Regions from separate parts of the Mus musculus genome. Here all the other regions are linked to region 5. The links are chromatin contacts, called in public HiCAR-type, HiChIP or PLAC-seq and promoter capture Hi-C maps. All regions are on one chromosome and are shown on one strand. Each heading gives the region's core, a stretch centred on a gene start, on an enhancer-like site or on the middle of the called end of the contact. The rest is flanking DNA. Distances are from core to core; before and after follow the strand shown.

Region 1 (3,094 bases), core at 52-2,551, 620 kb before region 5:
AAAACGTTTCTTTTGTTGGCTCCCATTCCTGGGAAGTGTACAGACCCAGAGACAGTGTCAAGTTTTCAGAGTCGTATTACAACAGGGCTTGACCTTCAGCAGATGTTAAAGATCAGGGTGATCTAGTAACACTTAACGTTAGCTTGACGGCCGGCAGAAAGGGACATTTGCTTGGTGAATTTCTATCAAAAGCCAGCATTTCTGTTTATGGGTTGGGTCAGATCCTGGAAACAAAAGCAACAGAATCTGTCTGGCATATCGGAATCAGAGAGGTCACCTCTCCTTCCTGGGAACCAACGTGGAAAAGCACAGTTAATTGCTAGGTTTTGAGAGGAAGGTCTTATTTGTGATCTAGGTTGCCTGGGGACTTCCTAAGTAGTCCGAGCTGGCCACAAATTCACTATCTTTCTGTCTGGCCTTCCAGGTGCTGGAATAGCAGGTGTGCACTAACCACCCTTCCGTGTCACTTGTAGTACTTAGTTGGGAATTTTAAAAGAAATACAAGGGGGTGGTGCAGTTGGTCAGACTAAGGCATAGCAAGGTGCCTGACACTTGAAAAATTAACTGCAAATGTTTATTGGCTTTTCACAGTAGATGGAACAACTTCGGGTGAGCTGCATCGTATCTTATTCTTCTAACACAATGCTCCACAGGGAGAATTCAATTTGGTCTTGCTCACGCGAGGCAAGTGCCCCAAAGGTGGAATTCAAATGAATAGAAATGAATAGTGTGTGTGTGTGTGTGTGTGTGTGTGTGTGTGTTTTATTTGCTATCTTGGCTTAATATGAGAGGTTTGTCGATAACTTGGGAGAGCAGATAAGTCTTAAGGGCTTTTGATATCTTACCAGTTAGAAACCAAGCGACAAACAAAAGAAGTTTGAAGTTGAACACAACATTTTACGTCACTTTAGTCAGTTCCTATCCGCTCTGTCTCTCTTCATTCGTCTAAAGTCTGAACGTCGTCGGTGTGGTTTTGAAGCTTCTGCGGAGGCATTCTGTTCAGCAAGCTGAATTTCAAAGCTGCTGGCCAGTAAAAGAAGCAAAATGGGTAGAACGACTTGCCCGCAACAACTTAGCGACGGCAGGACCATTGGGCAAATGGCGACATTCTCGCTAGCCAATCGTGGGGAAGCCCGGAGAGAACGCTCTCCGCATTGGCTAGAGCAAATACCTCGGCCAACAAGGGGTGGGCGTGGCCAGTCCCATGCTGTGGGCGGGACCTCAGCCGGAGCAGAGCGAGCGGCGGTGGGCGTGTCCCACGGTCGCTAGGCGGGGCGCGTGGCCTGGGCGGAGCGAACGGTGTCAGCGGCGGAGCCGGATGCGGGCGGTACTGCTGCCGCCGCCGCGGCCCTAGGGATGGGCGGAGCCCCGGCCGCTGGTGCTGGTGGCCGCCGCCGCTGCCGGAACCTGAGCCGGAGCCGCCGCCTCTGCTGTCGCCGCGCTTCGGCTTCGTTGCTTCGCAAGGCGGCGGGATGCTGGGGAAAGGGGGAGTCGGCGGTGGCGGCGGCACCAAGGCGCCCAAGCCCTCCTTCGTGTCGTACGTACGCCCTGAGGTGAGAGTGCGCCGGGCGAGCGCGGCGGCGGGTGGAGCGGCCGGGGCAGGGGCGCTTCCTGCCGGGGTGCCGGGCGGGGCGCTCTGGGGCCTCCCGGGCTGGCCGCGGCCCGGACCCCTGCGGCAGGCCGGGCAGGTGCTGGGGCAGGGCCCTGTCGCTCGCCACCGCGCCTGTGGGCGGGAGCCGGAGCCCGGGAGGTCCGGCGGCTCCGGCGCCCCAGGTATCCGGGAAGGGAAGAGAAAGCTTGCGTGGTCGGGAACCCGACGGGGTTCCCCCGGCAGCCCGCAGCCCGGTGTGTGTGCTCTGCCCGGGACTTTTCTCCGCGAGTCCTGAGAGTTCGTCTCTGTCGCGGGTGGTGCACTGCTTTGCGTCCGCGCTGCTGTATGTGGGTCGGCCTTGGCCTCTTTCGGTGTCTGCCCAGAGCATCCTCCTCCCGCTTCTTCCCATTTCATCTCCCCCCTTCCAAACTGCAATTCTAGTCGAGAAGTGCATTCACTCGGGAAATACTTTCTGCGCTCCTACTGTGTGCCAGGTACGATCCTGGAAAGCTTGTGCTAAGTATCAGTGAACAGAACAAAGATCGAGCTCCTTGGGAGCTTATGTAAAAAGAAACAAACAGTCAACGATATGCGATTATTAATTGTATAGTACTTAGAAGATGGTGGGGACAAGGAATCCTTTCATTCTTGCAAAGGTGGTATTTCAGTCAGGACGTTAGAGGACGTTAGGTCTAGGTAAGGAGTCCTGGACGGCCCCAGGGAAGGCTGCCAGTTCTGGAGTTCCGTGAATGAGGAGGACATTGAAGAGATCAGAACTAGAGCATGTTGAAGACTTCTGGAGCAGTCGTTCCTTACCTTTTAGTAGACTCCTTCTCATTTTCGATTTGTGAAAGTTGTGTGCGGTTTTTTTTTTCCCTGCTTTTGCAATTTTGTTTGTTTGTCTCTCGATTATGTAGCCTGGCTGTGCTGGAACTCACTATGTAGAGCAGTCTGGCCTCGAAGTCACAGAGCTCTGCTTGCCTCTGCCTCCCGAATGCTAGAACTCAAGGTAGTACGACCATGCCTAGCTTCTGCAATCTGTCTGTGTGCAGGTAGATGCTCTACCAAATTTACTGCCTCCAAATGTCTTCCCACTTCTCACTTGCTAAGGTGGAAAACAGGTGGGCCTGAAATGAGATATCAGAGACCTGGGGCCTGCAGCATTTGCATGTGTGTCTTGAAATCAAGGCATCTAGTGGAGAGTACTAAAATGGAACCTATTTTCAGTCGTAATTTTCAAATAAAAACCACTTCCTCTGTCAGAACTTGATATGGAGAGACAGGGTCACCTTACATTTCACCCTGTAGTCCATAGAGGTAATGTGGTCAGGTTCTCTTTGTCTTTCTTTGATAGCACCCTAGTTGAACGCTAACTGCCTTTGACCTTTAACCTTTAACCTTTCTCATTTAGTGAGAGTAAACTGCAAGTGAAGAGTCTTCTGAAGTCTGGCCAGAGTTCAAGAGTGCGCCAGTCCTTCATCTGACTGTGCAGTTTTTGCCATC
Region 2 (3,257 bases), core at 474-2,973, 680 kb before region 5:
CATCTTTACAACACCTGACTGTCAAGTAAATATTTAAATGACTTGCTGTAGAAGGTTGGTAAGTCTGGGGGGAGGGAGAGATTTCATGAGATAAGATACATATATAATTGTAAATATGCACATGTAATCTACCTTTTGACATTTTTTGAATTTAAATTTATAATTGACATTTAACTTGTCCTTTTATAATCATATAACATAATCTTTGTTTCGTTTTATTTGTAAGGTACATCTTATTCAGGTTATGAAGCAGCCGTATATTCAGCTGCGTCTTCCTACTACCAACAGCAGCAGCAACAACAGAAGCAAGCAGCAGCAGCAGCTGCTGCTGCAGCAGCAACAGCTGCCTGGACAGGGACCACCTTTACTAAAAAAACACCATTCCAAAATAAACAACTGAAACCAAAACAGCCTCCCAAACCACCCCAGATTCATTATTGTGATGTTTGTAAGATCAGCTGTGCTGGACCACAGGTACTTATATTGTGTATTTACCATGAGTCTCCGTGGTTATTTTTCATAATTGAGTAGGGTTGATATTCTAACTCCTGTGCCTACAAAGCACATTCACATCTGTGTATTCTACACTCAGCAGCTCACCCATAAATCAAAAATGTGCATGTGGAAAACTACATTGGTGTGGAGTACCTACACTTTTTTTCCCTATTACTTTCTAAACTGAACAGTAAAACTGTTCAGTAAGATTTACAACAGGTATTACAAATAATCTATAGATTTTAATGTATGCAGGTGAAATAGATTATGTGCAATAATTTTGCTATTTTATTTAAAGAACTTGAGTGTGCTTGGATTTTGCAACAATTTCCTGCAGACACTGAGAGATGGCTGTATTTCACTAAACATTTCTTTGAAAGTCGTTTGTGTTGAAACACAAAAGCAATAATCAGGAAAACTGTAAAAGTGGCTATAAATGTTTGAAAAATAAGGAAATTGAGCCCTCCACCCATTCTAGGGTGCCTCCTTTGCTTTTTATATAAAACTTTAAAAGATTTTTAAAATTCCAATTATAAATTTTGATTGTATTTCTAATGAGTCTATTTTGTACATGTTTTATAGAATGTAACTTCTATAGCTCTCTCCACAAGGGGACTGGGAACATTGGAAATGAGAAAAGTTAAGAAAGATGACCTCCCGTGCTGGGGATACAAGGCAGTCAGTGAAGTGCTTGCCTCTGTTCTGAGCCGTAGACCCATCCCCACAACTACAGAATCAGACATGGTAGTTGCTGCACGCCTGTAATCCCAGTACTGAGAGGTAGAAACGTTTATTGTTGTCCTTGGCTATATAGTTAGTTTTAGGCCAGCTTTGGTGAGAGACCCTGTTTTCTTCTACTCACCTAAAAGAAGATCAACCTATGACAAATATGAGTCCTTTATTATTTTTTTCTTGTCATGGTTCTACCAGCTATACCTTAAAATGTTTGTTTTAAAGCATGGGTCTGTTAATGAATTCATCCCTTTCTAAACTCCACCTCTTTTGACTATTAAGAGAGCCCTGTTTTGTCAAGTATGGGGGCGTACACTTGTAATCCCAACAACTTGTACAGCAAAAGTAGGAAGATTTCACACGGTCAGCCTAGACTGCAAAACAAGAGCCTGTCTTAAAAAATGTTATGTAGGAATTTACATAAGAATTGGCTAGAGGGATGGCTCAGTGGTTAAGAGCACTTGATCTTATAGAAGCCTTGGGTTGGGTTTCCAGAGCTTTGTGCTAACTCACTTAACCACAGTTCCAGGGGTGTGGTGCCTCTTCCCTCTGAGGGTATCAGGCATGAATGCTTTTGATTTGTTTTCTGAAATTTTAGGGCTGGAGAGATGGCTCAGTGGTTAAAAGCACTGACTGTTCTTCTGATGGTCCTGAGTTCAAATCCCAGCAACCACATGGTGGCTCACAATCATCCATAATGAGATCTGACGCCCTCTTCTGATGCATCTGAAGACAGCTACAGTGTACTTAGATATAATAATAAATAAATCTTTCTTTAAAAAAAAATTTTAGCAGCTTGGCATATAAAAAGCATATTTGGGGAGAGTAGGTCAAATTTAACTCTTCACATATTTCTGTTTCCAGCTCTATTCTACCAGTATATCTCTCCACCCCCTTTTGAGACAGAAGACAGACAGACACAGGGTCTCACTATGTAGTGCTTGGCTCATCTTCCCTCTACAGCACCAACTCACTGTGTATGTAGACCAGGCTGGCCTCAAACTCACAGAGATCTGCCTGCCTCTCCTCCCAGGTGCTGGGATCAAAGGCGTGTGCCATTATGCTTGGCTTATATGTACTCTTTAATTTATCGGATTAATTTTGTTTTTAATACATAATCCTGCAATATTTTTTTTTGGTGTTTTCTGAATTATTGACACCTACTTAGTATTAAAATATATGTACTCGTATTCATTCTTAAGCAATCTGTTTAACTAGATTAAATATTAAAGTGCATTCAGATTTTCAAATTTAAATTTTATAAATATAACTTTTTATAAAGAACTACTATCATGCAGTAGTTTTGCAGATTAATTCTATAATCAGACTTGTGTAATGATTTTTTTAAGTTATTATTTTCTGTCCAGTGTTATACACAAGCAAAAAAAAAAAATAAAAGTTCTTAAAACTATGGGCAGTTTATCTTATATATAGTCTATTTATGAAAGTACTTTTGTAATTCAAAGCTATTGGGTTAAAAACAAAACAGCTCAGTAATGTTTTCCAAACAGACTTTCACAAGTTTGATCCCCAGAAGTCATGTGTAAAAGATGTCTCATGTTGCCTGAGCTTAGAATCCTAGTGTTCATTCAGAAAGCAGGGATAGTCAGATCCCAGGCACTCACTCCCTGGATGGTCTCAGGAAAACCTTGCCTACAGAAAGGCTGGGCTACCCTCTCAAACAGAAACATAGGTTGTGCTTGCTCTGTTTACTCTTCAGCACACACACACTCAAGCATGTGTACCCATACATAGAATATTGAAGAACATTGTTCTTAGAAGGTTAAAGATGTAGTCCCTGAATTCAGTCCTTGGTACCAAATAGCAAACTATTGTTAAATAACCTGCAGAGAATTACAGATCATCCATACAATCTCCCCTGTTCTTAAGTGCTTTGAAAATAGCAGATCTCATCCATGCTTTCCTCATTCTCTCCCCTTTTATTTTATTTAATTTATTTTGAGACAGTAAGTATACTATTACAAAGCCTGGGATAGCCTTGAACTCAATGATTCTCTTCCTCAGCCTAC
Region 3 (3,023 bases), core at 272-2,771, 710 kb before region 5:
ACGACAGAAATCAGTCCAGGAGTGGCTGGGAGAGGGGATGGAAGGGGAGGGAGAGCCCAGCGGAAGCAGTATAGTGAGTGCCAGGTCTCCAGGTCAGCCAGCAAGACCCTAACTAAAGGAGAAAGAGAGAGAGAGAAGAGAGAGAGAGAGAGAGAGAGAGAGAGAGAGAGAGAGAACGATCGCTAGCTCAGGTCATCTCAGCTCCATCCCTAGCAGTAGAAAAGAAATGGGCGGGGGGGGGGGGGGTGGAGGTGGGGGAGGTGTGACTGAAAATGGCCTGAGACAATACAGAGATAACACTAAAGCATCTGTAATGAAGACACAGTTGCATGCAGTAAAGAACTATTTATAAAGTATTGATCCTGACCCAGGGAGACCTGGCACTCTTTTGAAGCTCAGGTAAGGAGTGAATAGGTGGGTAGTTTCTATTTTGAAACACTGTCTCCCTCTGTAGTGTAGGCAGGTCTAGAACTCTGGGAAATCCTCCTGTCTCAGCCTCTCCAATGATGGGATTTATAGGTGTATGCCCCTCTACCCAGGAAATCTAAGACTCTCACAAAGACATTTGAACTGGTCATCCCCGCACTCAGTTCTAGCCAGAGTGACTTCCTTGATACTCTATAGACTTCTCCACTGCCCTTCCTCCAGGTAGCTACCTGGGTGGTTTTCTTGCTTCTGTCAGGTCTCTATTCCAGGGCTTGCCCTAACCGCCCGAACTCCCCTTATCTTCATTGTCCTGTTTTTATTCCTAATACTCCAGTCCCACCCACCACATTTTCTATGTTTTTGGCTCTAGTGTGTCATAAGACTTCCCAGAACAAAAATTCCATGTGAACAGGGATTTTGTTTTGCTCCTACAACATGTCACGTTTCGTTTCTGGCATCTACAACGCCCAACACCTTGTTGGGGGCCGCCAACATGACCCTGAAAGGCTCCTTGTCTGTGAGGTGGGGCGGGGTCTTGGCAAAATGTGTGACCCCTGTGACAGGCAGGGTTCTGGGCAGATGCTTGGTGCAGCACTTCCTCTGCTCTTTTCCCCCCCATCGTTGTCTCCTCCCCTTTCCAAAGGCCAGTGACAAGCAACAGGAATTAGGCCAGCTCAAATGTTAATGGAAATTAAAGGAGAGAGGAGGGCTGAAAGAGAGAACAAACGCAGCCGCAAAAGTAAAGGAAACCGGTGAAAAAGTAAGGCGGCGAAAAGGCCAACAGACGTCACGCTATCTGGTCACGCTGCCCGACTCCCCCGCGGCCGAGCGAGGCGCTCTTCCTCCGCCTTGTAGCCTCCCTGCAGCGGGTGCGAGTCACCATCGCTTAGGATAAGGCCGGGCCCGTAGTCCCACGAGAGAACCCCACATCCGCACCCCAGAAATCCGCTCCTCGGGGGGCCCTGCGCCAGCCCCCGGGTGGGGGGTGGGGGGGTTGGCGCGGGGCGTAAGGACTACATCTCCCAGGATGCATCGCACTAGCGCGCTTGCGCGGTGCGGCCGGCGGCGGCGGTCTGTTCTCCGCTGAGGAGGAGTGGGGCAGAGGAGGGAGGCAGCGGGTGAGAGTTCAGAGTTCAGCAGCAGCAGCCCGAGCCCATGATTCCCATATGCCCTGTAGTTTCTTTCACCTATGGTGAGTCTAAATGTGGCCCGTGGAGGCCTCTGCCATGCCCTGCCCCGGCCCTGGGCGGCGGGTAGGCGCGGGGGTTGGGGCCAGCTCCGGGGAGGAGGCGGCGGCCGCCACCCGGGCGTGCGAGTGAGTGAGGGAGTGCGGGGAGGGAGGCGGACGGCGGCGCGGCCGCGGTCCCCGCCGGCCAGGGCGGCTTCTCACGGCCCCTTTTCTCTCCCTTGCCATCCCTCGGCACCCCGACCCCTTGACGGCTGCCCTCCCGCCATGGGACCTGACTCTCCGTGCCCGCCGCAGTGCCCAGCCGGCTGGGGGAAGATGCCAAAATGGCGACCGGCAACTACTTTGGATTCACCCACAGCGGGGCGGCGGCGGCGGCGGCTGCGGCCCAGTATAGGTAACGGCTCCCCGCCTTCTCCCTTTTTCCTCTTCCCTCCGCGCCCCGCGGTCCGGCTCCCGCCGACGCTCCGGCCCCGCGGCCGCATCCGCCCCCGCCCCCGCCGCACCGCCCCGAGAGCCCGGGTCCCCGCGGCAGGCGCGGCCGGGAGCCCCCCGCACCCTCCCCACACCCGCCCTTCCCTGCCGTGTCGCACTCGGCCTCCGGCTCCGGCGGACAGCGGCCCCCGGAGGGGCCGAGACGGGGGAGGGATGACTGCGGAGGGGTTGGGGACGTGGAGGGCCTTGGACGGCCCCGGAGGTAAAATGGCCTCCCGCGGCCTTGGAGCGGAGCCGAGCCGCCCGCTGCGGCCCCTCGGCTTCCCGGGTCCCCGCCTCCACCCTGTCACCCCCCCACCTCTTATCTTCCCTTTGGCTCGGGGAATGGAGAGAGAGTGAGCCGAGGGGCCTCGCGCGGAGTGCGGAGTCAGCGGCCTCTACCGCGACGCCCCCGGAGCCCAGATCACACAGCAGGTCTTTGTCGGTACCTTCCCTTGGCCCTGGGTCCCCGACGCCACCAACCACCCCCCTGCCCCCAGCCCCTCAGATTAACTGCCACTTTGCCAGCGTCATCGCCTCCATCTCATTCCCTTTGGGTTTTCTTGCTCGCGGAGATGTTAATATGCCAACCACCTGTGAATCGTTTAGCTGTTAGACCGAAAAAGATGTGCGAAGTTCCTAGGGTAGATGATGCGTGTGTAGCCTTTGGAGCCATTGAGGACGGCTCCAAGTGGACCGGTGGTTCTCCTTTGAGGTCTTCCCCCCTGCCCCTCGCCCCGCCCGGGGAAAAAGAAAATGCCAGTGACTGTATACCGAGTAGTTGTGGTGCCTGGGATGAATCCTCTACCTCCAGATAGCTGTCATTGCTAAAGTAGCTGTAATTCCTTATACATCTTATCGCAGAAACAAGAGGCAAAACCCTGTATTTATTGGACCGTCATGAATCAGAGTAAGACAGCTAGTCGCTTGGTTCATG
Region 4 (3,173 bases), core at 312-2,811, 590 kb before region 5:
GTCTTCTCTCTCTCTCTCTCTCTCTCTCTCTCTCTCTCTAAGATTTATTTATTATAGCCAGGAGTGGTGGTGCACACCTTTAATCCCAGCACTCGGGAGGCAGAGGCAGGTGAATTTCTGAGTTTGAGGGCAGCCTGGTCTACAGAGTGAGTTCCAGGACAGCAAGGGATACACAGAGAAACCATGTCTCAAAAAACCAAAAAATAAAAAAAAGATTTATTTATTATATGTAAGTAAGTACACTGTAGCTGTCTTCAGACACACCAGAAGAGGGCGTCAGTTCTCGTTACAGATGGCTGTGAGCTACCATGTGGTTGCTGGGAATTGAACTCAGGACCTTTGGAAGAGCAGTCAGTGCTCTTAACCGCTGAGCCATCTCTCCAGCCCCACTGGGTGTCTTCTTTAGTTGTCTTTCATGTTATTTTTTTGAGACCGCCTTACTGAGCCCAGGCTTACATGTCTGGGTAGACTGGCTAGCCAGTAAGCCTCAGGGATCCTCCCATCTCTCCTCAGCACTGGGATTGCAGGTGCGTGTGTGCTGCAGAAGGGCCGCCGCGTCCTCATGCCTGTGCTGTAAGCACTTTACCAAAGGAGTCGTCTCTCCACATTCTCTTTTTGCTTGTTTGTTTGGTTTGGTTTTTGATGTGGGGATTAAATCTAGGGCTTTATGCATGTTAAACCACAGCTCCAGCGCCCTGAACATGTATTTTAAAAGTACCTCGTTAAAGGCTAGTTACTGGATAAATGTATTTGCTACCAAGCCTAAAGACCTGTTTGATCATTGGAACTTATATGGTGGGAAGAGAAATCCAGCCTCCAGCCGTTGTCCTCTGACCTACACACTCCCACTGTGCTTGTGCTTGTGTGTATACACACTCGATAAAGAACTGTAAAATCAATAGCTTGTTAACTAAAAGTTCCAGAGTGTATGTCATAGTTTGATGTGTATTCTGAAAGCATGCCTTCATTGTTATTTTGAGCCCTTAAAGAAAGAAAATCTTTTGCTCTGGTATTTATTTGTTTACTTATTTATTTTTAGGAAATTCACACAGATGAAAAGGAAGTAACAGAGAAGGAAGTCACTCTTCACTTGTTGCCAGGTAACGGCCATGTTATCAAGTCTCACATATAGCTTGAGGCCAGAGATAGATGACATCATCCCTAGTGTTGCTATATATAAACGCCTTTGTTTTCATCCTCTTGCACATAACAGTAATGATGTATCGTAACCAAGATGTCAAGGTCTTCAGTAGCTACACACCTGGCTCTGGGGTTACAGCATTTGGAAAGAATTTTCCTTGTTTCCCTTTCCTCCAACCTGATGGTAATAATGGGAAATTCTCACTCCTTTCACAATGCAGTGGGGCCTTTTTGGCATCATGCGTTTTTTTCCTGGTCTCCAATGCAGAACGTCCCATGCCCTGGGAGGATCCCATGGCCTGCATGCTCTCTTGCTGCTCTCAGAGATCACAGCTGGCTGGGGCTCCCAGCACGGGGCAGGGGCGGGGAAGCGCACCTGTGTGTCTGCTGGTGGAGTTCAGCACGGGCACCCGAGATGTTGAGGCACCGGGGCTTTGCTCTGAGTCATTCATTATGAAGGAGCCTGGATTGGTTGACTGTTTTTGAGACAGAGGAGAGTGGCTAACGCTCATATGAAATTTTAATTGCTTCTGAGTTCAAGAACAGAGACTTCTGGATGGTGTAGCTCCCTCTTATGTGGAAAGTCTTGCCTCTGGTATACTTTGTCCCATTTTTTTCCCAGTCCAAAATCATTTCTTTTTCTAAGTGTTTTGTTTATTTTGAAACTAGGTTTGGAATTTCGCAGGCTGGCTTGGGATTTGTGGCCCTCCTGCCTCTGCCTCCAGAATACTGGGTTCACAGGTGTGCATGCTGTCCTTGTTTTTCTTGTAATGTGTATTTTTCTGTAACAAGGATGCCTGACTTTTCTTTTAGACATTTAAATCATGGTTTAAAATTTCAAAGGCCTTTTTCTTTAATGATGGTCTCAACTTTTATTCATCTCTCCTAAGGTTTTTCCCCCTCCTTGGAATTATAGATTCTGAAATTAACCTCTATTTTTGACTTGATGTTAAGTATATTTTTCCACCTTATAGCAGCCTCTTATAAGACAGGTAACTTCCCAGTCCCTTAGCCTAAAAAGCCTTTCAGACCCCAGCTGCGTGTCGGTGTCTGGTCTGGACAAGGTGGTCAGACAGCAAGTGCTGCATGCCGTGTTGCAGAAGGTCTCAGCAGATGTGCTGTGGTAGCCGCTGCACACTGGTTCCCCAGCTCCAGTGTGTGACTGTAAGATGAGGCACAAGAAGCCTTATCCACTTACCTTTCACCTTGACCATAACTAAGGTACTTTTCCTGGGACTGTCTTAAGCCCCAAACCGGCCCCAACTTGATTGTTTTCTTCAAACACTGGTCTCTCTGGAGGCTGACCGAATAACAGCGCCATCTTCAGGGGTTTCCACAGTGCTTGAGCTGCAGATACCGCCTGCTTGAATGCAAAGAGGAAAGAGTCTGAGAGGCTGAAAGCTTAGTCTTCATCTTCTTTTTGAAAGCTAGATTAAATGAATTTTTAGCCAACAAGTGAATTCAAAAGTGAAGAAAGCCAGAGGGAGATCCCGTGGGAATGATGGTTGTCTGCTGGGTGACAAGAAAATTCCTTTGTTTTTGTTGTAAAGTTTTCTCTCCACTTCTGCATGTCCTTTCCTATCCTTACGCAAACACCAGCAGAATTTCTCTGCTTCCATGGAGCAGAGGCTGCTCTCAGCCCTAGTGTGTTTTGGCTGTAGAGTCTGTCTTCAGGAGCTGTAGTTTCTCCTGTGGGTGGGTGCCTACAGGTGGAGCACGGGAGGGTCTCAATGGAAGGTGGCCCATTGAGAGGAAACACTGAACGAGGAGAGTCACTCCCCACCCCACCTCACCCCATGGCTGCCTTTTCCCTCTCATCCTCAATACCTGAGACATGGGCGCTCAGGCTTCAGCATCCCCAGCCGTCCAAGAAAGCTCCCCGGGAGCGTACACAGAGGAATGGCACAGCTGGAATCCCAGCAGAGCTGGCCAACCTGCGGCCTTTGCTTCACTCAGAGTGTCATTGCTGAGTCACCTGCTCTGTAATGAACACAAGAGAAGGCAGCCGAAAGCTGGGGCAGGGGTGTGAAGAG
Region 5 (3,101 bases), core at 504-3,003:
TCAGCCTGCTCTCTTATCGAACCAAGACTACCAGTCCAGAGATGGCACCACCCACAAGGGGCCTTTCCCCCTTGATCACTAATTGAGAAAATGCCTTACAGCTGGATCTCATGGAGGCATTTCCTCAACTGAAGCTCCTTTCTCTGTGATAACTCTAGCCTGTGTCAAGTTGACACACAAAACCCACCAGTACACTAAGATATTAGTTATCAAGGGTAGGAATGTGTGGGGGTTTGAAAAAGAATGGACCCAAAAACTCACAAGTGGTGGTCACAAGGGAGTGGTCTCTATTAATCCAATCAAGATAATCCTCCACAGGCAAGCCCTGCAACCGACTTCTCAGATAATTCTAGACTCTGCCAAGCATCTTGACAACACTTAACCATAAATAGGCTTCAATGTAGCCCTGGCTCTCCTCAAACTGTAATTCTCCTGCCTCAGCGTTCCAAGGGCTGGGATCACAGGGATCAGCCATCGCACCTGATCCCTATTTGGCTCTTTTAGTGGGTAGAAAAAAAAATGTTCTAAATAAAAATTTAAAAGGCAAGCAAACAAACAAAAAATGCAAATGTGAGTGTAGCAAAATCTCTTGTTTATCATCTGCTATATGTTGTATTTCAAATACATAAAATATGACTAAAAAAAAAGTCACATTACCCAAAGAGTGCTTCCTTATCAAACACAGTGTCTGCTGGCATGTTCACAGGGATAAGGAGGTCTGGGTGGGAGTCCAAATGTAAGAAACTTATATTACTGTCAGGAAGATGCTTCGAACCTATGGCCCGGTATATGAAAGGCAGAACCTGTAATACAGACACACACAGTGAGAACTGCACACTGTCAAGTGCAGACAAAACAAGAAACTGCACCAACCTGAAGTGCATCAAGTGGTCAAACATGGGAACATTAAAAAAAAAAAAAAAAAAAAAAAAAAAGCTTTACCATAGATGGTTTCTGATGATAATCTCCAACCACTCACTCTAGCATTAAACTGTGTTCCAGGTACTCTAAGTTTTAGGGCATTTTCTGTCCCTTTAGGATGGTGAAGTGGGACTAGATGACTTTTTCCTCCTACATGCTATACATCCAAGTTTACCAACAAATTAAAAAGCACAGAGTAACCCAAAGTTGGGTTTGTCTCAGAGATCTTCTTTCTTTCCTCCTTTAACTTTCTCCATCAGTAAATAACCCACTTTTCCTGGGGGAAGGGGTGTATCGCAGAGCTTCACTCTTGATCCCTTTTGTTTTATATCCAGAGACCCTCCAGGGGTCCTATAAACAAATCCAGACTTGCTAGGTCGTCTTCCAGAAGTCTACCCACTTTACGACTGCACTGCCATGTTGTACATTAATAAGCGCTGAAGGCTTTCCTCTTCATATGACACGAGCTACGATTATGGTCCCTCAGGTCCTGGCTAACCCTCTCGTTAAACCGTGGGATGATGACGTTGGTGGTGGTGGGGGACAGGCTGCAGCCAGCGTTAGGTGCTGGTCAAGCCTCTGCAGGCTGCTAGGGTTCGAATCCCTCCTGCCAGGGCTCCGTGGCTTGTGTCGCCCGCTCACCTCCTGGTGATCCTCCACCACCCACACCGGGAGCTTGGTGTAGCGCCTGAGTCGCGCGCGGTCGCCTCCGGTGTCACTCATGTCTCCGCGCGTCTCAGGGAGGCCGCGGGACACGCGGGAGAGGAGCCCGGCTGCCCGAAGCCGCGCGCCCCCAAGGCACGATCGCGGCGGAAACGCGCGCTCACCCGGTTGCGCTTCCGGATTGGAGGACGACACGGTGGAAGGGCGAGTGTGAGACCTGTAGACAATGTCGATTGGTCTATACGTCCGTCACTCTCGCTGATCCGCCAATCACGGTGCAAAAGGTGCTGCGACGCGCTCCGGAGAGTTTTCCCTCCCCAGGTCCGGATTTCTCCGGTTTGCCTTTTAATTCCCGGGGCTTCCTGTTCCGGAGGCGTGGGTGGCGCCTCAGCCGTGGAGGGTGTTATAGTAACCAGGCTGGGCTTTGATGGCGGCGACCCCGGGACTCTCTGTAGGTAGACGGGGGGCGCCTGATGGGTTTTCAGAGAACGAGTATCGACCTAAACGATCCTGGGAGTTGGGTCTGGGTGGCTTCGGGGCAGCTCTGCGGCCAGGGGGAAAAGAGCGACCCGGTACAGATCCCGTAGATAGGAAGCCTTTCATCTATTTGCGAAGCGCGAGCCGTGGTCCAGGCGCGGGGCCGCCCGGCTTGCGGGGGGAGGCGAGTCCCGGAGTCCCGTACTTAACCTCGCAGGCTGGCGGGAGATGCAAACCAGCCAACGTGCTCTTCATCCAGCAGGAGGCCGGGCTGCAGGTTGAACCTGGGGAAAGTGCGGGGTTTTCAGTGACTTAAAGGCACACCTTGCAAGTCTTGTGTGTCGTCGGTCCTGGACGAGTAAACTGTTCAGAATCGCGCCCTCGGTTTCCCTGCTTTCAAAGGGCATCCCAAGAATAGGTATTTCCCACTTGCATTAAATTCATTGATTTGAACTTCGCATCCATAGTACAGTGGTACAGTATCTAGCTTTTATTTTTGGAGGGGAGTGTGTGTTGAAACAGGGTTTCTCTGTGTAGCCCTGGCTGTCCTAGAACTCACCGTGTAGACCAGGCTGGCCTCGAACTCAGAAATCCGCCTGCCTCTGCCTCCCAAGTTCTGGGTTTAAAGGCGTGCGCCACCACTGCCAGGGCCTTTGTCTAGCTTCTCTAACGGAGTGTGCCGTTTTCTCACTGTGGAGAGGTGTTAATTCCCTGACTGTTGTCCACCTCTAGCTTCAGTAGAGTCCTTTTTATTCTCCAGGACTCTCTACATCCTTACTTTATTGTATTTATCACATCGCGTTTTTCTTTTTATAGTGTTCGGGACATCGTATTACTGTTGTTATTATATAAACATTTGTATATGGGTTTTGCGATCCTTGAACTCTGCAGGCTTGTGTGCCTTATAATCTTTGAGCCTACAGAGCTTGGGAAAGCGTCTCACGTGTGCTGGCTCAGTAAGTGATGGAATCGGTGAATGTATACCTCCCAGGTGGTTTTGAAAACGCGTATTTGTGGGGAGCGGTGGAAGGGAATTGTAG
Region 6 (2,946 bases), core at 202-2,701, 920 kb before region 5:
GCTCTGCGCGCGCTTTCAGAGGCTTCGAAGCCCAAAGCTCCCGGGGGAAGTGAGAGTCGCCTGAATTCAGACACGGCGACGCACTTCTGGTGCTTGTATCGAAGCTTGTAAGACACTAGAAAGGGCATGGAAGGAATCTAAAAGGAAGGCTTTAAAAAGAGACCTAGGGTCAGTGGAAAGAGCAGCCAGGGGAGCCAGGAGATGCGTCCCAACCCCCAGCTAGTCAAGAAGCTGCGAGACTGCTGGGGCGTCCCCAGACGCTGTGGCCCTGCCAGGGGGCGCGCGACTGCAATGGACAGAGTAGGGAATTCCTGGAACTCACGGGACTCCGGAGCTGTCGAAGAGGGGGAAAACCCTTGGTGTTTAGCCACACCTGTCATACCTGGGATGGCGCTAGCAAGCGGCTCAGACGTTCCCTCGACTGGCCAGATCCACCTCCCCGAGACTGTGTAGGCACACCCCTTCCACCGCGATGGGCTATCCTCCACCCGTCCCTGGATCAGGCAGCTCACACTTGGACAAGCCCCCGCGCGACCTCCACGGGTCCTTGGGTTACGGGGAAGGGTGGGGTCTGCAGAAGATTGACTTGGTGGGGTTTGGGGGAGAGCCACTGAGAACCGCTGAGTCAGAGCCAAGGACCCCCCTGGTCCCGCTCCCGCTCACCTCGCTCGCTGCCTTGGATGTAGCGCACTATGTCGTCCAGGTCCAAGTCTTTGGTCTCGTCGAAATTGTAGGCAGACGTGTGCAACCCCTCCTCCTGAAAAACCTCGTGGACCCCCTCGAGGGTGAAATAACAGTTCCTCTCGAGTTTGTCGTCGCTGTAGACCAGGGCTGCACGGCTCCAGTGGTGGTGGCGAAACAGAGCGAGCATCATCTCTCCCATCTTGGCGTAGGCAGGCGCCACGCGCGTGAGGTGCGAGTATTCCGTGTCCTTGTGCTGGAAACCGGCGGCCAGCGCTCCTGCGGACAGCATCGGCAGGTCCCAGTGAGACGCCAGCCGAGCCACCGGCGCCGCCGCGTACTCGCACACGGGCCCCAGGATGAGATCCGGCTTGGCGCCGCGCGCCGCCGCCACGCGGTCCACAAGACTGAAGAGCGCGCGGTTGCCGCAGTCCGAGTCTTCGTAGGCCACCTGGAAGCGAGTGCCTGGCGGCAGCAGCTTCCTCCCGGTGCCATTGCCCTCCACGCTACGCAGCGCGTACTCGATGGCCGGCCTCACCCGGGCCAGCGAGAACAAGTACGAATCGTCCCGGGGCAATAGAACAAGCACCTCGATCTTTTGAGCCGCCAGCGCCTCTCTCGCCCGGCGCCTGCTGCCTGGCCGGGTGTCCCCGGCGCCGCTGCTCGCGCCGCCAGCCAGCAGCACCCGGGCCAGCAGCACGCACGCCGAGAAAGTGAACAGCAGCAAGGACCGCATCGTGTTGCCAGCAAGCGCTCGCCCTGGCCGCCGGCTCGCCCTCTGCCCCCCACCCACCCTGCCCTTTTCCTCCCAGCTCTTTTCTTTCCTCTGTCCCTGCGCCCCCTTGGGCGCTCCAAGAAAACAGAATACCCCCTTCAGTAACTCGCCAAAAGATAGGAAGATTCCTCTACAATGTCCCTAGGTTTAAAAAATAAAAAAAAAAATTTTAAAGCAAAGAAAGAAAGAAAAAAGTTCACAGAATGTAAACCTGTGCGTCTGTAATATACATATAGACTTATTATCAATATATATATTCTCCCTCCCTTTGCACATAGGCTATTTGGCTTAGAGGTGGCTTCTTATTTGGGCGTTGCTAAGGTTGCGTTTGAAGGCCTTATTTGTAAAAGAAAAAAAAAAGTTAAACTTGTCCAAGTGCTTGTAATTGACGGTGCACCTCCTTCGCGTTTGATCCCATTGATTCGCGCGGCTTTCTGGATCCATAGCCGGGGTTTAAATAGCGTGGCAGCGGCGCAGCGCGTTACCACACATGGCGCGCCGAGGCCGGGCTTGTCTCTGCAACGGGTGGGGTGGGTGGGGGTGGGGCGGGGTGGGGGCTGGGCTGGGGGAGCCTCTCATTAACATTCTTACATCAGGGCTCCTCCCCGCACCCCTGGCCTACTCGCGGTTGCCGGGTCCCTAAGCCCCACTAGTTGCCGGTGCTCAGATTTGGCCCAAAGCCGCAACCGCCCACGTCTACACCCGCGGGAGACCTCGCGGCACAGCGTTACTCTAAGGTCCCCGCCTCTCCCTGGCTCCGCTTTCTCCAACCCCAGGATTAAAAAAAAAAAAAAAAAAAAAAGTGTATATATGTTTGAAAGAAATGAGTGCGCGCACATACACAAAGCACACACTCATACACACACACTGCAAAAACGAAGGGGAAATGTTTCTCCAAATTGGTGGCTTCCTTGCAAAACTCCATAGACTCTCACCTCTTTTCTTGATCTGGCCACGTTCTGTCTGGGTGCGCCCAGTCCTGTCCCGCACCTGACCTTTCTGGTCCCTGGAGCAAGGTCGGGGAACAAGGAACAAGGTCCTGGTGCAGGAAAATTCATTTGCAGAGCTGGTAAGCCCATCTGGCCTGCACGGTGTCGCACCGCTCCTTCCCCCACCCGGCGTGGGTGCCCTCCTCCCTCTGGGCTGCTGGGACACGCTAGAATCACAGTGGGCGCAGCGTCACCGTGTCCCAGTGCGCAGCCCCTCCGCGGGGTCACTGAGACCAGAAAAGCGAAACTTGTTGCTTCCGATGTTGGATAAATGATTCCGCTCCAGGAAGTGTCGCGGAGCTTGAAAAGCATCACCCTAAGGTACTATTTGCTAAACCAGGCAACTAAAAGGGACTCCCGCTTCCCGGCCCCCCAGATCTTCCCCCAGAGAATCTTTAAGTACCTAAAAAGCAGTCTGCCAACCCCAGCGCTTCTGTTCCAGGATGCCCGATAGTCTAGGATGCCCAGAAAGGTCCTGCCCGGTAGACCCAGTCTTTCCAC
Region 7 (3,280 bases), core at 32-2,531, 550 kb before region 5:
TGAGCCAAGATAAACCATCCCTCCCCCCCTTTTGGGGGAGGAGGAGGGGAGGTACTTTGTAATAAATAGCATCGAAGACACTAATTCATAGGTCTATCAGGAATCTCCCAGCAACCCTTGCTAAAGGCCATACACCACCCTGAAAAATACTAGGATAGGGAAAGGAGAAGTGTCCTGTTTGCCTGGATTCCCATTTGCCAGAGAAGTATCCTAGTGTTTACCAGTGAAATTGAAAGCCTGACTGGCCTGGGTAATGCAGCCAGTGTTTTGCATACAATTTACATGTATTTAAATATTCAAGAGGAAAGTATCTTGTTCAATTGGTGGTTTAATGCTTTAACAACAGGCATTGGTAGCCTACTTTGTGGTTTAGATTATAGTCTTGTCTTCAGTAATTAAAGAGTATGAAGTGTATAGTTGTGGAAATTATGAGCCTTTTGGCCACTTATAAAAATAAACTTTATAGTCTTACAAAACAAAAAGCTGTTGCCTTTGAGTCCTAAGTGAAGGTATATTCAAAAACCCCTCTTCACAGCCGGGAGATGGCAGCACACAGCTTTGATCCCACCATTTAGGAGGCAGATCTCTTAAGAGTTTGAGGACAGCCTGGTCTAGCGTTCCAGGATAGCCAAGGCTACACAGAAAAACCCTATTTTGAAAACCACCACCACCACCTCCAACAAAAACCAACACCAACACCCCCCCCCCCCCAAAAAAAACCTTCACAGCAGTGTGAGCATCGTGAGTGCAGTGCTTGCTATACCCCAGCAAAACAGGCACAGTGCATGCCTTTCCTGGGTAGGGAAAGAATGCAGGCATGCCACAGCTTACCCCTCAGGAGCCTGATAGATTTTACAATTGTTTGACCAAGAGGGATGAAAGAGCCTGTGCCCAAACTGATCCAGTTTGTAGGTGAATCTGCTGAGGCTTCCAAGAATTCAGGTGAAGACAGGGCTGGATAAGAAAGGACTCAGTAGGGCTGGAGAGATGGCTCAGCCGTTAAGAGCACTGGCTGCTCTTCTGAAGGTCCTGAGTTCAAATCCCAGCAACAACATGGTGGCTCACAACCATCTGCAATGACATCTGATGTCATCTTCTGAAGATAGACAGCTACAGTGTACTTACATATAATAAATAAATAGGCTGGGCGTGGTGGCGCATGCCTTTAATCATCCCAACACTTGGGAGGCAGAGGCAGGCAAATTTCTGAGCTCTAAACCAGGGCAGCCTTGGACAACCTTGACTGGAGTTGGGGGGAGTGGGCAGGTGTTTCATTGTACTTAAATTTACATCAAAACAACAGAACACAGAGGCTTGTGATGTAACTCAGTGGTAGGATACCCCAGCTAGCACTGCAAGGCTCCTGGATTCAATCTCTGGCAAGTGAAAAGAAAGAGAAAAAGGGAAGTGGGAAAAAGTAACCAAGTGGCCATGGCTGTCTGATGGTCCGTGGTTACTTTGTGACAGTTGGAAAACTAAGCCGGGTTAAAGCTTGTGTTATTTGATAGGCATTTCCTTTGTTTCTTTTGAGACAGGGTCTCACTATGAAGCCCTCCCAGACCTGGAACTCACTATGTAGACCAGGCTGGCCTCAAACTCACAGAGATCTCCCTACCTCTGCCTCCGGAGTTCTGGCATTAAAGGCATGTACCACCATGCCTGGCTATAGGTTTTGTATTCGGGAAGTTTCTAATTTAGGAAGAAGTTTAAATCCTCCTAGAAATAATTGGAGACAAAGGAGGGGAAATACATACAGTAGTATATTGGTCATTTAAGGAAGAAGAGATGCCCCAGCCTTACCAAGCTACCTGACCCCAGAAGGATATGATGGAATTCAGAAAAGAGGAAAGTGGTCGATGTGGGTGGTCATTTGGAAGTTGAGGAAGGAATGTTGTCCCCTCCCCCAGCCCCTTTTCTCTATTCTCTTGGTCTCTCGGCTTATCTTCTGCTGTCTAGACTACAGTTCTCAACCTTTTCCTCCTCTGGTCCCCTCTTGTCATGTCCCCATATACTTTCAGTGATTCGTCTTAACATAGTCACATTTTTTGGCTTGATTTCATGTGTGTGTGTGTGTGTGTGTGTGTGTGTGTGTGTGTGTATCCATTCAAACTCTGAATTGCTATTATTCAAGGTAGAAAGCATTTTGTGCATGTGTCAAGGCTGACATTAAAGATGCTGTTTGATCTCAATCCTCATGGACAGAGGAGCCTTTTCTTAAAGTGTTCTTGGTCTCTCATCTGCCCAGTCTCCAACAGAAATTATTTTTAATATAGCAGTCAGATTTCTGGTGAAGAGAGTTCTCCGCTGGCTCTGTTTGGGGGCCCAGCTGCATGACGGATTCTGTTCCCAATGCAGGTTTCTGCACATCTTTGATTTCATAAACAGACTTTGAGAGCTATCTTTTCATATCACCAAGTCAGCCTTTCTTTTTTAGTTTTTTAAAAAAGATTTTTGAAAAACCAAAAAAAAAAAAAAAAAAGCCGGGCGTGGTGGCAATGCCTTTAATTCCAGCACTTGGGAGGCAGAGGCAGGCAGATTTCTGACTTCGAGGCCAGCGGTGTCTACAAAGTGAGTTCCAGGACAGCCAGGGCTACACAGAGAAACCCTGTCTCGAAAAACAAACAAACAAAAAAAAAACAAAAAACAAAAAAAAAAAAACTAAGAAAGATTTATTTTATGTATATGAGTACACTGTCACTCTCTTCAGAACACCAGAAGAAGACATCAGATCCCATTTCAGATGGTTGTGAGCCACCATGCAGATGCTGGGACTTGAACTCAGGACCTCAGGAAGAGCAGATAGTGCTCTTAACAGCTGAGCTATCTCTCCAGGTCTTTTTTTTTTTTTAAATATTAACTTTTTAAATGTACATTGGTGTTTTGCCTGCACATATGTCTGTGTGAGGGTGTCATATCTTGGAGTTACAGACAGTTGTGAGCTGCCATGTGAGTACTGGGAATTGAACCCAGGTCCTCTGGAAGAGCAGTCAGTGCCCCCAGCCATTGAGCCATCTCTCCAGCTACCAGATTCTCATATTTTGTAACATTTCATGTATTTCTCCAAGTTGACGCTGGCATTGGCCTCATGAGAGGCAACAAAATGCAGTTGATAAGAACTTGGGCTCCCTGAAGTCCAATGCCTAAGTCCAACCCCTTGCTTTGTAACTTATGAAGCTTCACCTCGCCTGGCTCTCAGTTTCTCCCTATGTAAAAGGTCATCGTTTGTGGAACCTCTGGGAAACTTCTTCATGTAAAGTGTCTATTGTGAGGTAAATGTGTA

Evidence for each region. Promoter capture Hi-C pulls out the DNA fragments that hold promoters and counts their contacts. HiCAR-type assays count read pairs that join an accessible place to other places. HiChIP or PLAC-seq counts read pairs in DNA pulled down with a chosen protein or histone mark.
Region 1: an H3K4me3 HiChIP or PLAC-seq map of bone marrow-derived macrophages shows a contact between it and region 5, with 11 times the contacts expected there. The contact joins the promoter of Mtmr12 here to the promoter of 6030458C11Rik in region 5. A contact is called at or near these places in 22 of 39 promoter capture datasets (the 3T3-L1 cell line, 3T3-L1-derived adipocytes, the C10 cell line and 14 more), 1 of 15 datasets of contacts at CTCF or cohesin (the NIH/3T3 cell line), 5 of 484 Hi-C or Micro-C datasets (the G1E-ER4 cell line, cortical glia, extraembryonic endoderm stem cells and 2 more), 20 of 115 datasets of contacts at active chromatin or transcription factors (astrocytes, bone marrow-derived macrophages, craniofacial prominence and 14 more) and 4 of 9 other capture datasets (adipose tissue, embryonic stem cells, liver and 1 more).
Region 2: a contact with region 5 is called in an H3K27ac HiChIP or PLAC-seq map of embryonic stem cells, with 4 times the contacts expected there. The contact joins the enhancer-like site here to the promoter of 6030458C11Rik in region 5. A contact is called at or near these places in 18 of 39 promoter capture datasets (the 3T3-L1 cell line, 3T3-L1-derived adipocytes, the C10 cell line and 12 more), 3 of 484 Hi-C or Micro-C datasets (embryonic stem cells and nephron progenitors), 17 of 115 datasets of contacts at active chromatin or transcription factors (the 230-238 cell line, the NIH/3T3 cell line, the SCID.adh cell line and 9 more) and 2 of 9 other capture datasets (adipose tissue and liver).
Region 3: a promoter capture Hi-C map of pre-B cells shows a contact between it and region 5, with 4 times the contacts expected there. The contact joins the promoter of Zfr here to the promoter of 6030458C11Rik in region 5. A contact is called at or near these places in 14 of 39 promoter capture datasets (3T3-L1-derived adipocytes, the C10 cell line, the HPC-7 cell line and 8 more), 2 of 484 Hi-C or Micro-C datasets (embryonic stem cells and erythroblasts), 11 of 115 datasets of contacts at active chromatin or transcription factors (astrocytes, bone marrow-derived macrophages, effector CD8 T cells and 7 more) and 3 of 9 other capture datasets (adipose tissue, embryonic stem cells and liver).
Region 4: an H3K27ac HiChIP or PLAC-seq map of embryonic stem cells shows a contact between it and region 5, with 4 times the contacts expected there. The contact joins the enhancer-like site here to the promoter of 6030458C11Rik in region 5. A contact is called at or near these places in 10 of 39 promoter capture datasets (the C10 cell line, the HPC-7 cell line, cranial neural crest and 6 more), 1 of 484 Hi-C or Micro-C datasets (the MNK3 cell line), 8 of 115 datasets of contacts at active chromatin or transcription factors (bone marrow-derived macrophages, embryonic forebrain, embryonic limb bud and 3 more) and 3 of 9 other capture datasets (adipose tissue, embryonic stem cells and liver).
Region 6: a contact with region 5 is called in a HiCAR-type map of astrocytes, with 4 times the contacts expected there. The contact joins the promoter of Npr3 here to the promoter of 6030458C11Rik in region 5.
Region 7: a contact with region 5 is called in an H3K27ac HiChIP or PLAC-seq map of embryonic stem cells, with 5 times the contacts expected there. The contact joins the enhancer-like site here to the promoter of 6030458C11Rik in region 5. A contact is called at or near these places in 9 of 39 promoter capture datasets (the C10 cell line, the HPC-7 cell line, HPC-7-derived erythroid cells and 4 more), 1 of 484 Hi-C or Micro-C datasets (embryonic stem cells), 8 of 115 datasets of contacts at active chromatin or transcription factors (astrocytes, bone marrow-derived macrophages, embryonic forebrain and 3 more) and 3 of 9 other capture datasets (adipose tissue, embryonic stem cells and liver).

Annotation. Positions count from the first base shown.
Region 1 is chr15:12,203,727-12,206,820 of GRCm38.p6, forward strand. It overlaps Mtmr12 (myotubularin related protein 12), which reads left to right and starts at 1,302. Exons shown (of 16, transcript NM_172958.4): 1 at 1,302-1,553. The coding sequence starts at 1,473.
Region 2 is chr15:12,145,923-12,149,179 of GRCm38.p6, forward strand. Zfr (zinc finger RNA binding protein) reads left to right here. Exons shown (of 20, transcript NM_011767.2): 6 at 227-474. Among named protein-coding and RNA genes, the nearest start is that of Mir1898, 24 kb to the right of the region's middle. Within about 2 kb of position 1,724, at least 4 of the 459 cell types and tissues checked have an H3K27ac peak or open chromatin away from gene starts, as enhancers often do. A contact at or near this core is called in embryonic stem cells, where this site is marked.
Region 3 is chr15:12,116,330-12,119,352 of GRCm38.p6, forward strand. It overlaps Zfr (zinc finger RNA binding protein), which reads left to right and starts at 1,522. Exons shown (of 20, transcript NM_011767.2): 1 at 1,522-1,618; 2 at 1,910-2,009. The coding sequence starts at 1,582.
Region 4 is chr15:12,229,235-12,232,407 of GRCm38.p6, forward strand. It overlaps Mtmr12 (myotubularin related protein 12), which reads left to right. Exons shown (of 16, transcript NM_172958.4): 2 at 1,040-1,100. Among named protein-coding and RNA genes, the nearest start is that of Mtmr12, 26 kb to the left of the region's middle. Within about 2 kb of position 1,562, at least 117 of the 459 cell types and tissues checked have an H3K27ac peak or open chromatin away from gene starts, as enhancers often do. A contact at or near this core is called in the MNK3 cell line, adipose tissue and embryonic stem cells, where this site is marked.
Region 5 is chr15:12,822,904-12,826,004 of GRCm38.p6, forward strand. 6030458C11Rik (RIKEN cDNA 6030458C11 gene) reads right to left here and starts at 1,754. Exons shown (of 9, transcript NM_029998.3): 1 at 1,564-1,754; 2 at 658-803. The coding sequence starts at 1,644. It overlaps Drosha (drosha, ribonuclease type III), which reads left to right and starts at 1,912. Exons shown (of 35, transcript NM_026799.3): 1 at 1,912-2,035.
Region 6 is chr15:11,904,223-11,907,168 of GRCm38.p6, forward strand. Npr3 (natriuretic peptide receptor 3) reads right to left here and starts at 1,452. Exons shown (of 8, transcript NM_008728.2): 1 at 664-1,452. The coding sequence starts at 1,417. Gm5144 (predicted gene 5144) reads left to right here and starts at 2,303. Exons shown (of 2, transcript NR_131059.1): 1 at 2,303-2,766; 2 at 2,888-2,946.
Region 7 is chr15:12,274,025-12,277,304 of GRCm38.p6, forward strand. No RefSeq gene overlaps it. Among named protein-coding and RNA genes, the nearest start is that of Gm52210, 45 kb to the right of the region's middle. Within about 2 kb of position 1,282, at least 14 of the 459 cell types and tissues checked have an H3K27ac peak or open chromatin away from gene starts, as enhancers often do. A contact at or near this core is called in embryonic stem cells, where this site is marked.